Regions from separate parts of the Mus musculus genome. Here region 2 is linked to region 1. A link is a contact called in public promoter capture Hi-C data. All regions are on one chromosome and are shown on one strand. The core of a region is the stretch at or near the end of the contact, and the rest is flanking DNA. Distances in the headings are between cores, read along the strand shown. Region 1 overlaps Pknox1 (Pbx/knotted 1 homeobox). Region 2 has its middle 15 kb from the start of Gm30187.

Evidence for each region. Capture Hi-C pulls out chosen DNA fragments and counts their contacts.
Region 2: a contact with region 1 is called in a promoter capture Hi-C map of pancreatic islet. The contact joins two enhancer-like sites. A contact is called at or near these places in 5 of 39 promoter capture datasets (the 3T3-L1 cell line, the HPC-7 cell line, embryonic stem cells and 2 more), 1 of 115 datasets of contacts at active chromatin or transcription factors (embryonic stem cells) and 3 of 9 other capture datasets (adipose tissue, liver and pancreatic islet).

What each region holds. Positions count from the first base shown.
Region 1 is chr17:31,594,612-31,597,688 of GRCm38.p6, reverse strand. Pknox1 (Pbx/knotted 1 homeobox) reads right to left here. Exons shown (of 11, transcript NM_016670.3): 6 at 2,365-2,464; 7 at 796-893. Among named protein-coding and RNA genes, the nearest start is that of Pknox1, 31 kb to the right of the region's middle. Within about 2 kb of position 1,353, at least 17 of the 459 cell types and tissues checked have an H3K27ac peak or open chromatin away from gene starts, as enhancers often do. A contact at or near this core is called in pancreatic islet, where this site is marked.
Region 2 is chr17:31,691,736-31,694,471 of GRCm38.p6, reverse strand. No RefSeq gene overlaps it. Among named protein-coding and RNA genes, the nearest start is that of Gm30187, 15 kb to the left of the region's middle. Within about 2 kb of position 1,316, at least 93 of the 459 cell types and tissues checked have an H3K27ac peak or open chromatin away from gene starts, as enhancers often do. A contact at or near this core is called in pancreatic islet, where this site is marked.

The sequences.
Region 1 (3,077 bases), core at 104-2,603:
AGTGACACCTGAGTCTTCTTCTCCAGTGTGGCTCCCAAACCTCTGTAGCCAAGATGGCAGCTCCAGACTACCCAGACCACTGAGTCACTGCAGCCCACTTGGACCACACCCAGGGCTAGGCATGAGAATCCGTGATGAGACATGGACAGAGACCTCACAGAGTGAAGCCATGTGCACAAAGAAAGAACTATATTTTAAACCTTGTCTTAAATTATTAAAAAAAAAGTCATGTTTCCAGAACTTAGAGGGTCTTCCAGCCAGGAAGATCCAATATCTACATTTTACTACAATGGAATAGGAAGACTGTAGAATGACCATGGCCATGGTAAGTCACAGGTCACCTCTTGTTCTGGAAGCCAAACGCCTAAAGATGAGAGCCTGGCTTCAACACAGGACCCCAATCATGCCAAGGATGTCAGACAGAGGCCCGGGGTGCCTCCAGCACTTGGGATGCTGCCTCAGGCTAGGGGTACAGTCTGGGCTCTGCTTCTGAAAATTCTACCTGGCTGTTCCGCCTGGACTTGGAGTCTTGGTGAGCGCACACAGCGAACACTCCCATAAACCAGCCTTGCCACTGGGCATGGCTGCTTCCAGGGCCATGAATAACCTCCCTGGAGTCTCAGACTGTTCTGAAATTTGCAGATTTCCCCAATAAGGCAGATAAAGCATGAAAAGAAACAAACCAACCAGAGGCTACTTGACAATAAATGACAGTCACAAGGACAGCTTAGCTCGCTCCACTGCTCCCTACCCAGGCAGCACTCATAACAAGTCCATCTAGAAGGTGGCACACACCTGTGAGTTCTGGATCCTAATTGTCCCAGGAGATAATGCCTGCGTGACCACTTGGCCTTGCGGAGTGACGACGGTGACAGGCTGGTACACTGTGCCACCTCAAAAAGGAAAAGAGAATTTAAAGATGAACTGCTTTTCAGTCTCGATGAGTTAAAGCCATTCTTCCTGCTGTGCTTAGGGAAAAACAAAAAGCCTTTTGGGGAGCCTTTAGCTACTTCAAATGGTCAACAATACTTTGCAAACTATTTGGTCAGACAAATTATCACCCCAATTCTGCTCTGCATGGCTCCATCCCTTGTCACTGGGGACGAAGTGGGCCCTTCCTCTTGCTTGCGTCTGCTTTTCTTTCCCACAAACAGCACGTATCCAGAACTTGACTAAAGGTACAGATAAGGGCCATCTTTATTCTAGCTGTCTGCTGGTCTCTTCTTTTTCGTTTGTGTTTAGAAACAGGTCCTTCTTGTAGCCTGGCTGTCCTTGAGCTCTCTGAACTCCACCTGTCTCTGCCTCCTGGTACTCTGCCACCCTGCACCCTAGCTATGTTTCTTAGCAACCGTTCTCTTTCTGGTGACGTTCCCTCTACACTGCTCTGTGAGGCGTGCTGAGCATCTATCACTCCCTCCATACCTGCTCCATTTCATGATGCTTCTATCTGCAATATTCTACACAGAGCAGAAAATGCTTCATCTGTCCTGTCCTATAAAGGGTTTGTTATAAAAATAAAACTAAGACTAAGGCAATATTTCCACTTGGTTGGCACCATCAATTTATGATACAACTAAGTAGTTTGTGGGTCCTGTGACTAGCACAATCACAAACTATTTTATGTGAGAAGCTGCAAGATGACTCATCAGGTAAAGGTGTTGGCTACCAAGAAGAGATAACCTGAGTTTAATCCGTGGGACCCATGTGCTAGAAAGAGAGAAGTGATTCCTGAAAGTTGTCCTCTGCACTCCACACACATGCTGTGATGCATATACATGCATATACATAAGCATGCTTACACTTGTGCATGCAGGCACGTGCCACACCCATCAGCTAAGTATTTTAAAACTATATTATTTGAAATCATAATTTAATTTTTGCTATATGTTTTCTTTTTACTTTATTATTTTAATTATGCATGCATGTGTGTGAATGTATAGGTATAGGCACAGGAGTGCAGTGCCCACAGGGGACCTCCCAGAGCTGGAGTTATAGATGGTGGTGAGCACCCTGACGTGGGTGCTAGGAATCAGGCTTGAATCCTCTGGAAGAGCAGCAAGTGCTCTCAGCAGCTCAGCCACCTCTCCAGCCCCTTGCTGTGTGTATTCAATCCCTATAGAAAACCTTTTCCCAAATGCTTTTGGTAGAGAAACACAATCTGTACAACATACTTGTTGAAAATCAACAAGCAGGTATTGAAACTACTCTGGACTCCAGCACTGTTATATCAGTGACTGGCACTCAGTAAGACACAGGAGTTAAAAAGGAAGGTAAGAGACACTTATGTATGTGCTCGTTCTAAAATAATGGATCAGTTTTCTGCAAAAGCTCGTGGAAAAAGTGTCCGTGTTTCCATGGTCCTACCTGCCACTGTTGCCATGGTTACATTTCCCTGTTGTAGGGCTGATGCTGGCACCACGATTCCCTGGGGGCTGAGCGTGCCTGTGATGGCACTCTGAATCTGCTGAATGTCAGAACACACAGAGTGGGAGAATAATTACAACACAGAAAAATCCATGTTCAAAACTGTAAAGGAAACAGTATCATAATGTTGCAGTAAGGAAGGGGAGGCCAGGGCCATAGAGCAGAAGCAGGTGACAGATGGGCTTTCAGAAAGCAAGCGTCCCAACGGAAACTAGAGAGATGCAAAACCAGCCATGTTGGATATGATGATCCCGCTGTTCATGCCCAGGAGGTGAGCAGAGAGAGCCTGCTTTCAGATCACAGCTTCCTCCTTAGACTCGGCTCAGGTAACAGCTCTCGACAACCAGATGCTTCAGGACAGAAGGAATACATGCAGAGTCGACACCACAGGCTGAGAGGCACCAGAAGCGACCAGGGACATGAAGAGGAAGTCTGCCTTCACACTTAGTCAGCGCTGGATATTTCAACTGATGCAATGAGGCAAGAAACCGGAACAAATGGCACAGAGGTCAGGAGGGGAACAAACAGAGCAGTTCCTATTTGTACAGGACCCAGTGAGAGAGACAGACAAACTAGACAAACTGAGGACTGACTGATGAATACCTTACTCAGGATGGGGAAATGAACTCATCAGGACCATAGGATCTGAGAAC
Region 2 (2,736 bases), core at 67-2,566, 97 kb before region 1:
ACACACACACACACACACACACACACACTGTAGATGCTCAGGATCCCAGTCACAGGTAGACACAAAGGAGGTCAACCTGCTTTAAGATCTGTGACAACCCTGAGCAGCAGTGCAGTACCTGGCAAGTCGGGCTCAGGTCACCATATAGATGACTCCCGTTTCTCTGTGAAGAGCACACCCCCACGCCATCTTCTCCCCACCCCCGACTTTTATCCACAGCCTGCAGCATGTGTAGTAGGTGTGTGCAGTGGGTATGTACATGTACCTGCCTGTGTCGACTGAATCAACTCAGTCCTGAAGTGGAGATGGGGCACAGTAGGGCACCTGTGGGGATGGGGTCCCACCCACAGCGCTGTCATGGGCCTTGGATTGAGGGCATCTACCCTTCCAGGGACGTGGGATCCAAGAACAAGTTCAAGTCAGCAAAGGAAAGACATAGAAGTTACATCAGCCTCTTACTAGTGGGTACCTAGAACTTCCCACTGCCTTTTTGTCCCTCTTCCCCCTCCCCCATCCTTGCTCTCTTGGTTGTTATTAGCCGGCTGAGTTCCATCTGCCCCGCCCCCCTTTACAGCCCTGAAACTGAGAATTGGAATCCCCAAGTAATAAGATGGAGAAACTGAAGCCCAGAGCAGTGGGCAACTTGGCCTTGTGCCAGCAAGAGGGAGGTGGGACTGAATGAGGTCACTGCTCCTCAAACCGGAGTTATTCTTATCTTCTTGGTGTCGCGGTGACATTCAAGGCACGCGTTTGAGTCACAGCGTGGGCATCAAAGAGCTTTTAGTGGTGGTGGAGAGGGCCCCTTTCCAGGGTAGGGTCGTGACCTTACCTAAGAGGGGTGACCAAGCAGGACGATTCACCGCTTACCTCACCCCATCCTACTCCGTCATCCTCCCGCCCCTGCATGTACCCCACCCCCACTCTTCCCTCCCAGCAGGCCAGTGTCCCACCTTTGTGCGTCAACCCCAGCACAGCTGAGGCACCTTGGATGATAAGCCTTGAGGGAGGAGGGGAACCAGCCGCCACTGTAGGTCCGGAACTGGGTAGAAGGCGCCCCCTGTCGGCCATGTGAAATCCAGCCGCAGCCTCCGTGTTATCCAGCTAGTTTCCAGCCCTCAGGACTACAGATTTCCCAATCTCTTCTGTTGGAAGGATGGGTAGAAAAATGAAGTTTGTTCCCTCCACACCCTATTCCTGAGCGGGTTTGTTCCCTCCACACCCTATTCCTGAGCGGGTTATCCTGGTTGCTACCTAAGCCTCGTGTCCTGGACTGTCTGAGAGTAAGATACTCATCTTCAAGCCCTGGTATCAACAGGTAGTTCTATTGGTAGGAGCCAACAGCGTCATGGGATAACAGCTTCCTGTTGTGTGCTCTTTTAGAAGGTTGCTGGCTGTTCATCCAGAGCCCACAGCCTAACCCTAACCCTAACCCTAACCCTAACCCTAACCCTAACCCTAACCCCTGGGATTCCACGCACTCCAGCATAGCATCCTGGCTGAGCTAGCTGTTGTGAATCTAAGCTCCAGCTAGACACTCTGCCCAGTGGGTGCCCTCTCTGCCCAGCTGATTAACCCCTGCTCAGCCAGGCCAGGCTATAATAAAAGCATCCACCGCCTGGCTACTGAGGCTCTTCCTAAGGCTTCTAGCCTACCTCATAGGCAGACTGGAAGCCCTGTCACCTGCTCCAGAAATAGGGCAAAGTGCCCTGTGTCCTGGAAGGGCATCTGCAAGAATATTAATACAAAGAAAAGAGCATTTGTGTTGAAGTGCTGAGATCTGGTCTCCCTCTTGTTTCTGTCACTTGGATATTTTTAAAGATTTATATTTATGTATATCATGTTGTATGAGCATTCTGTCTTCATGCATACCAGGAAAGGGCATCAGATTCCATTAGAGATGGTTGTGAGTCACCATGAGGTTGCTAGGATTTGAACTCAGAACCTTTGGAAGAGCAGTCAGTGCTCTTACCCGCTGAGCCATCTCTCCAGCCCCTCTATTGCTCTTAGATGCAAAGTCAATGCTGTCTCTGAAGTGAAATGCGCACTGTGCTTCTGCCAAGCTTCCTCCCACACCTAAGGTCTTCCTACTGCCAGTGACCTTGTGATCTGCTCAAGGTCACCACCTTTAAGGACATGACCCCAGGTCCATGCTTGCTGATGGGGAGGGGGGGATCCTGGAGACATGATGACTTCAGGAAAAAGAGCAGCTTCTCCTGGACAGTAACCACCCAGGGTAGTCGGTTCCGGCCCTGGGCACCATCATTCTAAGCCCTTCCTGTGGCCCTCAATGTCCTCATCTGCAAAATGGAGCAAAAGTGCCCATTCCCAGTCAGAGTTCCATTCTCAGCAGGCATCAGAGCCGCCCATCGACACCGTGCATCCTCTTGCAGTTTGGGGAGCCTTCCTGACTTCGGAGGCTAGTGTCACTAATACCAGCTGGCTTCAAGGGCCACTGTGGCAGGTCACTGAGAAGACCTGCCGTGAGTGAGATCACCTTGGGTACCCTTTGTAAAAACCAGCCAGCAAACTCCTGTCACTGGCCCCAATTTTGCCAAATTATCACACACCTGATTCCTGAGCCACACAGGAGGTTGGAGATCTAGTTCTCCCCCATGAAGGTTTTGGGGAGGACATGTCCTAAATCGGGCCCTCTAAGAATAAGGAGCAAACCTACCAGCCTCCAGGCTACAGTCAAATGGAGGCGGGGAGACCCCCATCTGCAGCCTCAGTGAGCCT